Linked DNA regions of Pan troglodytes: region 1 is linked to region 2. Evidence: chromatin contacts called from public Hi-C data. All regions are on one chromosome and are shown on one strand. The core of a region is the stretch at or near the end of the contact, and the rest is flanking DNA. Distances in the headings are between cores, read along the strand shown. Region 1 holds the start of CDK17 (cyclin dependent kinase 17). Region 2 has its middle 36 kb from the start of LTA4H.

Evidence for each region. A called contact is a pair of places that touch in the nucleus more often than the background predicts.
Region 1: a Hi-C map of stem cell-derived neural progenitor cells shows a contact between it and region 2, with 6 times the contacts expected there. The contact joins the promoter of CDK17 here to the enhancer-like site in region 2. A contact is called at or near these places in 2 of 7 Hi-C or Micro-C datasets (induced pluripotent stem cells and stem cell-derived neural progenitor cells) and 1 of 1 datasets of contacts at active chromatin or transcription factors (stem cell-derived excitatory neurons).

The regions. Positions count from the first base shown.
Region 1 is chr10:103,230,890-103,235,223 of NHGRI_mPanTro3-v2.0_pri, reverse strand. CDK17 (cyclin dependent kinase 17) reads left to right here and starts at 1,987. Exons shown (of 17, transcript XM_001147273.7): 1 at 1,987-2,603.
Region 2 is chr10:102,910,523-102,914,794 of NHGRI_mPanTro3-v2.0_pri, reverse strand. No RefSeq gene overlaps it. Among named protein-coding and RNA genes, the nearest start is that of LTA4H, 36 kb to the right of the region's middle. Within about 2 kb of position 2,839, at least 8 of the 24 cell types and tissues checked have an H3K27ac peak or open chromatin away from gene starts, as enhancers often do. A contact at or near this core is called in induced pluripotent stem cells, stem cell-derived excitatory neurons and stem cell-derived neural progenitor cells, where this site is marked.

The sequences.
Region 1 (4,334 bases), core at 738-3,237, 320 kb before region 2:
TTAGCCGGGCGTGGTGGCGGATGCCTGTAATCCCAGCTACTTGGGAGGCTGAGGCAGGAGAATTGCTTGAACCTGGGAGGCGGATGTTGTAGTCAGCCGAGACCACGCAACTACACACCAGCCTGGGCAACAAGAGCAAAATTCTGTCTTAAAAAAAAAAAAAAGAAATAACAAACCAATCAATCAAATAATCACCTAAGTTTTCATTATGAATTCGTCTTTTTTTTTTTTTTTTGAGACGGTGTCTCATTCTGTCACCCAGGTTGGCGTGCAGTGGAGGAATCTCAGCTCACCGCAAACTCCGCCTCCCCGGCTTAATGGATCCTCCCACCTCAGCCTCCCAATTACGAATTCTTTGTTATGCTAATGAAAGATGTAGAAAGAGGAGAGGGTGCTTTGGATGAGACAGAATAATCTTTTTATTTCTCATGGAGTAATTTTAATCTAATGATATGAAGGTATAAGTATTAATGCTGAAACTCAGAATGCCATTTCATAGGCTCCCTTTTTTGGTGATTTTTTGATATTTACTAAAGTACTAATTTAGATGAGGCAAGTATATGAAAATCCTTTCATATAAATAGGCCTTGTATAAATATCAGTATTTCTCTTTAACTTAAAAAGAACTCTGAAAATGATGCTACATCTTGCTATATTATAAAGTTCCAAGTTTGACTTGGACAAATCTAAAAAGCCTCATTAACAGTGCTTTTAAACAAAGCGCACTTGTTCTAACGGAAAGCTTGTTATGTATATTTGCATTCTTGGTTGGTAAACAAGTGTTAAATACGCGTAGAGCATAATTGTTGCTAATTTACGGGTCCTGGTAATTTTAGAGGCATGGGAAAAGCCTGATTGACACGTACGATCGTTGGATATAACTGTAGATGCATTTAACTTTGCCAAACAAAATAAGAGAAAGATGTCAGCATGCAGCATTTTTAAGGGGGAAAGGATTCATCCCTAAATCCAAAAAGATAATTCCCCGAAGTTCTTGGCACATAATGTGATTTGAAACTTCAATGCAGCTTCTACTTCCGGGTGTTAACATGGGAAAAAAAATTTATTTCACTTCACAGGACTTTTATGTGGGTTTTTTTTTTCTTGTTTATGTTGTCTACATCCGGTCCCTACTCTCTTCTTTCAATCCTCTCATTATCTCCCTCTAGGGGTTTAAGTTTGTTTTAACTTTATGCTTTTATCCTTATTAGTGGAAAAAAGCGGGTCAGTATTACTTTAGTTTGTCTTCACTGCCACTCTGCTGTTCATTCCTGAACTAGCTTTTAGCCTCTGGGAAAGGAGAAAGTAAAAACAGTTGCAGAAACTGGGCCAACCTCTCGCGGCCCGCCTCCCGCAAGAAAACAAAACCTAACCCGTGCAACAGTAGTCCTTTCTGTTTTCATAGCACCTTGTATTTCTCCGCTTATAACGTTCAGATTTTTATGATAGTTATTGATCATCTTTCATCCCAGCTAGACTCTCCATCCTTAGAGGACTCAGCATATTGCCGGGCACATGATAATATATACAAAACACTGTACTGTAGTTTAAATGAATAGATGCCGTGTGTGTGAGAGACTGCGGCACTAGTACCCACGTACCCACACACAACAAAGGAGAAAAGTTGCAGCCATCAACATTTTTCAGTGTGGGTCCTTTGACACGGACTCTCTAGAAAGTCAGTGGAGAACTGTGGCATGGACACCTTGTACAGTAATTACTTGTATAACTGAAGCACGAGTTTTGGTTTGGTAGCGGGAAGTTGAGGGGCAGGGGGATGTTGGAGTGGCTGAATTATTCACATAATTTCTCCCCCAGTAGCTGCGGACAGGCACTCATTCCGGTGGGGTTCCCTGGCCCCCTCCGCCGCTCCCCGCACGCCCGCACTTCGGAGCTGGGAGTTTCCCGGGGACACCCGCCCCGCCCTGCAGGCCCCGCCCCCGGCCACCGGCCCCGCCCCCGCCGCCGCCGCCGCCGGCAGGGGTCGCGCTGCCCCCGGCGAGCCGCTCAGGCGGGGGTGGGGTAAGCTCCCGCGGCCGGTCGCTTTTCTCCGCCGCCGCTGGTTGGATCGTTTCAATAAAAGTGTTTTTTCTCTTGCACTCGCTCTCCTCCGGGGAACAGGCGGAGGCGTCAATCCGCAGCCGCCGAGTGTGAAAGCGACGCACACGCAAGGAGCGAACGCGGCCGCCCGCAGTCTCCTGAGCTCCTCGCGGGCCGCCGCAGAGCCGCGGAAAAGAAGGAGCCAGCGCCCGGCCAGACAGTCTCGGCCAGACAGTCTCAGCCCGCCGTCGGCGCCCGCCGCGCTCGCGCCCGGCTGCTCCGAGGGGATTAGTGGGCCGTCCGCGCGGCTCGTCGGCGCGGGAGCCATGTTGACCGAGGGACTTGGCAACGCGTGAGACACCCGCGGCCCCTCCCGAGGCTCCGGACCCGCGGCGAGAGCCGGAAGGCGGCTGTGGCGGCGGAGGCCTGCGCTCGGAAGCGCCTCACGTCTGCCGGCCGCTGAGACCCGGACCTGCATCCGGTCGCCGCGGGCGTCCGCGGAGCAGCTTCCCCCCGCGCCTCTCTTCGCCTCGCCTCGGGACCCGCGGTCCCCGCTCTTGCTGGTGAGTTGGCGGCTGGCGTCCGCGCCGCGCTTTCCCCTGGTGTCGGGTCGGCCGCGGGGCCGGGAGGCTGCGTGGGACAGAGGCGGGGGCGGGGGCTACTGGGGGCGCGGGTGGCTCAGGCCCGGTCGGGAAGTTGAGCGAGGAGGCGCGGCGCGGGGGGCTAGCGTGCGCCTGTCACCTCTCCGGTCCAGCGAGGACCCTGGGTCGCCCGGGGATTTCCGGGGCTCGGGTGGGGTGTGAGTGTCTGCTAGCTGCTTCCCAGGAGGCGCCGACAGATATAGACGCCGCCGCCTCCGGTGCTCGCTGCCGCTTTGGTCTGCGGGGGAGGCCGGTCTCCCCGCGAGGCGGAGGAGGGGAAAGAGGCAGAAAGTCCCCCGAGACACAAAGGTCCCCTCGGCGGGGGTGGAGCTGGAGGCGCAGGCGACGCTGCCCGGGAGGGGAAGGAAGGGGCGCGGGTCCGCGGGAGGTGGGCGAGGAGGCGGCGGTCGCGGCGCCTGCAGCTCCTTGGAGACGCTGGGCTGTGCGCGGGTGGGGAGCGCGGAGGAGGAGGAGGAGCCCGCGCGTGGGAGCGGGCAGAGACAAAGATCAGGGCAGCCTCCTGCTGGCGGGTCACACCCCGGAGTGTTGGTCAAGAGCGGAGGTAGAGGGAAGGTGGGAAACCCAGCAAACCGATGGGGAGGGGAAAATGGGGGGAGGAGGGTGCCTAGTGCTGTCTCCGTCGCAGTTGCTTTTCTCAGCATTTTTGTGCCCGATGCTATGCCCGATGCTTTTGCTCCCCAACTCAGCTGGATAGCTCCAGATTCCCTCCCTCCTGTCACCCCCACACTGCCACATTGACTCTCCTGTGGTTTTCCCCTCATTCTCCCCCTACTTTTCACCCACTCCTTTTCGGGTAAGCAGTATTTTGCTTTCAGCTTGGGGAACGTTCGTTAATGACAGGATGTCTGAGCTTGTTCTGACCCTGAACTGCCTTGAACTTCTCTCTCTTCCTCCCACCCTTTCCTTTTCTGGGATCTATAATGTCACATGGCCGTTAACAATTAGCTTTTCTTTTGCAAAAGTGGCAAAAAGCGTTTAGCTGAAATCTGTGGCTCTCGCCTCCTTTATATGAATATGTCCACCAAAGACACCTCGTTGGTCATGTTCTATCACCTCTTCGTCAAATTGACATCAGGTCCTAACAGGTCACTTTCAAGATACAGAAGAGGCAAATTTTGTTTTGAGACTTGGCCATTCCTAGGGTCAGCAAAGTGTATTCCTGGCAGCCAGACCTTCAGTCACTTATCAGGAAATGCTTAACCTAAAGACAGACAATTCTTTCCCCAAACTTTGCTGTTTCTTTTTTGAGTCTTTGTTGAAAGACTTCTTTTAAAAGGCGTTTGTGTGAGAAGATCACAGTAACAAATCTGGCTTATTCTGTTTTAGACTTACTTTCTTAACTCTTGGGCAGAAGAAAATGAATGAGATTTGAAGACCTTTGATACCTTGAGTAGACAAAGCTTCCCTTGAAACTAGAAATAAGACGAAACTAGATTTTAAGGGGAAAAAATTTGCTAGTGGTAATATAATTGGTTTTGTTTCATTTTTTTATGAGTCTGAGGAGTTGACATTAAACGTTGGGCTGTTGCTTTGTTAATGAAGTCATTTCAATTTTTGCAACTCTTAACATCTGCATGCTTCCATAAACAGTGGGTTGGAACAAAAGAAAATGTGGCTAAGGGATATTCCTTA
Region 2 (4,272 bases), core at 1,590-4,089:
ATTTTAAATTTTCACATTTTTAATTAAGCAAATTTAATTTCAAATTTGTCTCTTTAGAAATAGAGAGGCTCCCTCAAACTGCCCCTTGTGAGGCTGAAGTGAGGGGAATGAGAGAAATGGAGCAATTCTTGAGTTGAGTCAGTGGACAAGACTGGTTTCCAAACCTAATTGCAGATCTCTCACTGGTTTATAGGATTGAAGGCTATAGATTAAACGGCTCCAGAAAGACAGGTGTGTGCATGAAATGAGTCCCTGGTGATTGACAGAAGAGGGTTCACTTTAAGGCAGGGCTTACCAGGGAAAGTGGCAGAAGCTGCCAGACTATGCAAACAATGGGGAAGGGAGTCACAGGGCATGAAAGGGTCTTGTGAAGGGTGTAACCTGCTCACAGAGCACATTCTTGGGGACTAGGGTAAGAGAAGAGGCTACAAAAAGGAGCACAATGGGCTTGAGCTTCTAGGTTCAGAGGGAGCCGATGAATCACCTTGGGGAGGTGTCCCATTGCCCCTTGGCCAGTGAGAGCCTGAGATTTCCTGATTTACAGGAGTTGGTTCCTTCTCAGAGGAACACTTGACTCTCTCCTGTCTAGAGAGACCAATCCTCCTTATTGTATGTAAAATCTGGTGCAACTGCATTTTTGGAGACCACTGGTACTTCCTGCAGTGACTTGCTTGCAGCAGTTTTCTTTATTCTCCAGCTGGTTCCAGCTTCTTTTAATCTCTAGTTGTTTTCAGCAGTCCCTAGCTCACCACAAAGCCAGAAGCTTCCCAGTTTGGAACAGAGTTGCAGGGGTAATCCCCTTTGTTCAAGATTTGGGAGTTAACTGTTGGGCCAATGCCCCCTTTATTGCAAAGGTTGCAAGGAAAAGAACAAAGGAAGAGGAAGATCCACTGGGACAGTTGGAGCTGCCAGGTGGCACAGAGCTGTACAGTCCTTCACTGAACAAATGTTTATTGAGGGCATGCTGGCACAAGGCACTGCTGTAGAAGATGCAAGTGGTTATAGCCCACCCTGAGCTACTGCATTTTATGTGCCAGGCACTGTTCTTGGGGCTTTGCTTATATTCACTTATACTGAAGGACAACAGCCCAGTGATTATTTATGGGAAAGTGAGCTTTTCCCACCCTTGCCTCAGGGTGGCGGTTGCCCAAAAGTGGGGTTTGTCCTGTGTCCATGCCTCCTTACCTGCCACCTCAACCACCAAAAGGAACTGAACCTCCCCTGCTACTCCAGCTCATGTGCAATAATCACAGGACACAAGGAAGTTGTGGTAACAAGAGCAGAAAAGTGGAAAAACAAATACCTCTACCCCTCTGCACAGATGCTGTGTCTGCCTCACAAATATCTTTAACCTCCATCATCTCGTCATTACTCCCTTGCCCCATGGATGGAAGCAGTTGTCCCCTCTGTCTAGCTTTACAGACACTTTGCTCAAGCATCAGAGCAGATACAGTATTCGAATGGGATGCCCTGAATAATATGCCTTCTTTAGGCATCAGGCAGGAATGTCTGAAGATGAAAAACCCTAAAACAAGTGCACAAGGGCCTTGTTGATGTTTCTAAGAATAGCGCTGGGAGAATCTCCTTGGCCTAGCCTGGAAAGTCATCATTCATCCTGGGTTGCGGGGATGAAGAATCCTGCCAGTGTCATTCTATATACTCTTTTCTGATAAAGATACTTTGTTAAATGTAACTCAATGCAATTTGATTTTATATCCTTAAAAGATTTCTTTCATATGAACAAATCCACAAGGTAAAAAAAAAAAAAAAGTTTTGGCCGGATGCAGTGGCTCATTCCTGTAATCCCAGAACTTTAGGAGGCTGAGGTGGGAGGATCACGAGGTCAGGAGATCCAGACCAGCCTGGCCAACATGGTGAAACCCCGACTCTACTAAAAATACAAAACTTAGCAGGACGTGGTAGTGTGTGCCTGTAATCCCAGCTACTTGGGAGGCTGAGGCAGGAGAATCTCTTGAACCAGAGAGTTGGAGGTTGCAGTGAGTCGAGATTGTGCCACTGCACTCCAGCCTGGCGACAGAGCAAGACTCTGTCAAAAAAAACCCTCCACATTTCTTTATTTTTTATTTTTATTTATTTAATTAATTTTTTTGTATCATTATTTTTTTTGTGATGGAGTCTTGCTCTGTAGCCAGGCTGGAGGGCAGTGGTGCGATCTCGGCTCATTTCAACCTCTAACTCCCTGGTTCAAGAGATTCTCCTGCCTCAGCCTCCCAAGTAGCTGGGATTACAGGCACACACCACTACATCAGGCTAATTTTTGTATTTTTAGTAGAGACAGGGTTTCACCATGTTAGTCAGGATGGTCTCAACCTCCTGACCTCGTGATCCGCCCACCTCGGCCTCCCACAGTGCTGGGGTTACACGCGTGAGCCACCATGCCTGGCCTAAAAAAAAGTTTTTATTGTGTCCTCAGTGGGGATCAGAAAATATAGTTACTGTGTTTTTCCTTCTGCATTCCGTCTGAAATTATGCCTTATTTTTAAATTTATTATTGAATGCCGCATACTGTCATTTTGTTTCCTATCTTGGATCAGGTTGTAGGTACTGTGTGTGAGTGTGCATTTGTGTGTGTGTGTGTGTGTGTGTTTGAGAGCGAGAGAGAGAGAATGTTGAATTGAGGTCTTTCAAGGAAGGGTTAAAGAGCCATGTGCGAATGAGCTTCTGTTCCACGGCAGGCATTTAGAATCACAGTGCTTAGAAGACGTGGTTTAATGATAGGCTGCTGGTGATGATATTGCTTCCCTGGGACGCTTCAGGAAGGGTGAGGAGACTAATTGGCTGGTCTGGCAAACAATTCAAGATGAGACCAAAAGGAGGAGCCATCTGCTGGCAGGAAGTAAATGGAAATTCACCTTAGCGCTGGCCCTTCCACAGTGGGTGCACAGATGGTGACAGGCGGAACCCTTAGGGAGAGAGCAAAGGCCCTCATCTGCCAAGAGAGGAACAAAGGGGATTTGCTATTGCCTCCAGTGAACAGCCTCTTCTTTCATTTTGAGATCATGTAAGGAGTTTGCCCACATCACAAACCTGTTAGTATGAGCTTGGTGGCCTTGGGGAGTTTCCAGGCAGTATTACTGTGTAGAACTAAGAGTTAGGCTTTAGAGGAAGCAATGGAGATGGAAGTAATTGGTTTAAGATCCTGGACATGGGCACCCTCTAATCTGGGATGACCTCATGTGGCTGTGCAGCACAGAACAGCAAGGGGGCTCCATTGACATGCAAAAGGCATTTCCTCGACACTCCCCCTCCCAGCCCTGCTGCAGGTCCCAGTCTGCACAGTGCTTCAGGGCAGATCTCCTCCTGACTGCTTGCAAGTTGAACCTTCGATTCAACTTTATTCCACCTGCTCAATGTAGTCCTTCGAGTTTCCAAGCAGGAAGCATTGCAAGGGCGAGTAGCTGCTGCAATAAGCCCTCATTTCTGCAAAGGAGTGGTAGTGTATGTTTTCCCAACATACCCACCTCAGATATAGTAATTTCTAAACATATCAGTGGAAATAGAATAAAACCTCTCAGATGCAAATTATCTTGGTTGCAAGGGTAAGGAGTAGGGGGGAAACCAATATGAGTTAATAAAAGAACTGAACATACTTCAAATAACATGAAAATTTTCCCTCTAATTCCATGAGAGGTTAGACATGTAATTTCTTTACACTTGAATATATTGAGAGAATCAGTTAGGATAGCACTTTTTAAAAACTTTAATTTTCTGTCTGAAAGCCATCACTGTAAGGACTATTACTGAAAATTTAAAGGCCAAATATTTAAACAATATGAAAAATATACCATCTTGCTTAACAAGAAGTCCTGAGACAGGACAGATGCAAAGTTCGTCAACTCAATGGCTTAACAAGGTTAAGAAAGATTTGGGCTGTTTACAACCTTCCTATTCCATTCTCACTTAGCAGGGCAGTTTTGAACCACCAGGTACCTCCCCTCATGGTCACAAGATAGCAGCCACGGTTCCAGCCATCTCACACAAATCCTACAACATCCTTTAGATGAATATTCCCTCCGTGTGTGTGTGTGTGTGTATGTATGTGTGTGTGTGATCACAGAGGAAAACCTTCCCCAGGAGTACCTCATATACATACAGCTTAAACTGCTAAAACAAAAAAACTAAAAAATATGATGGTTCAAAGAAGGAAGCAATTTATTTTCTTTTCATGTATCAGTCCCAATGTATGTAAGTCTTTCTGTCTTGCTCTGCCATTCTCTGGAGTCATGTGCTTGCTTGAAGCTGGATTAGCAA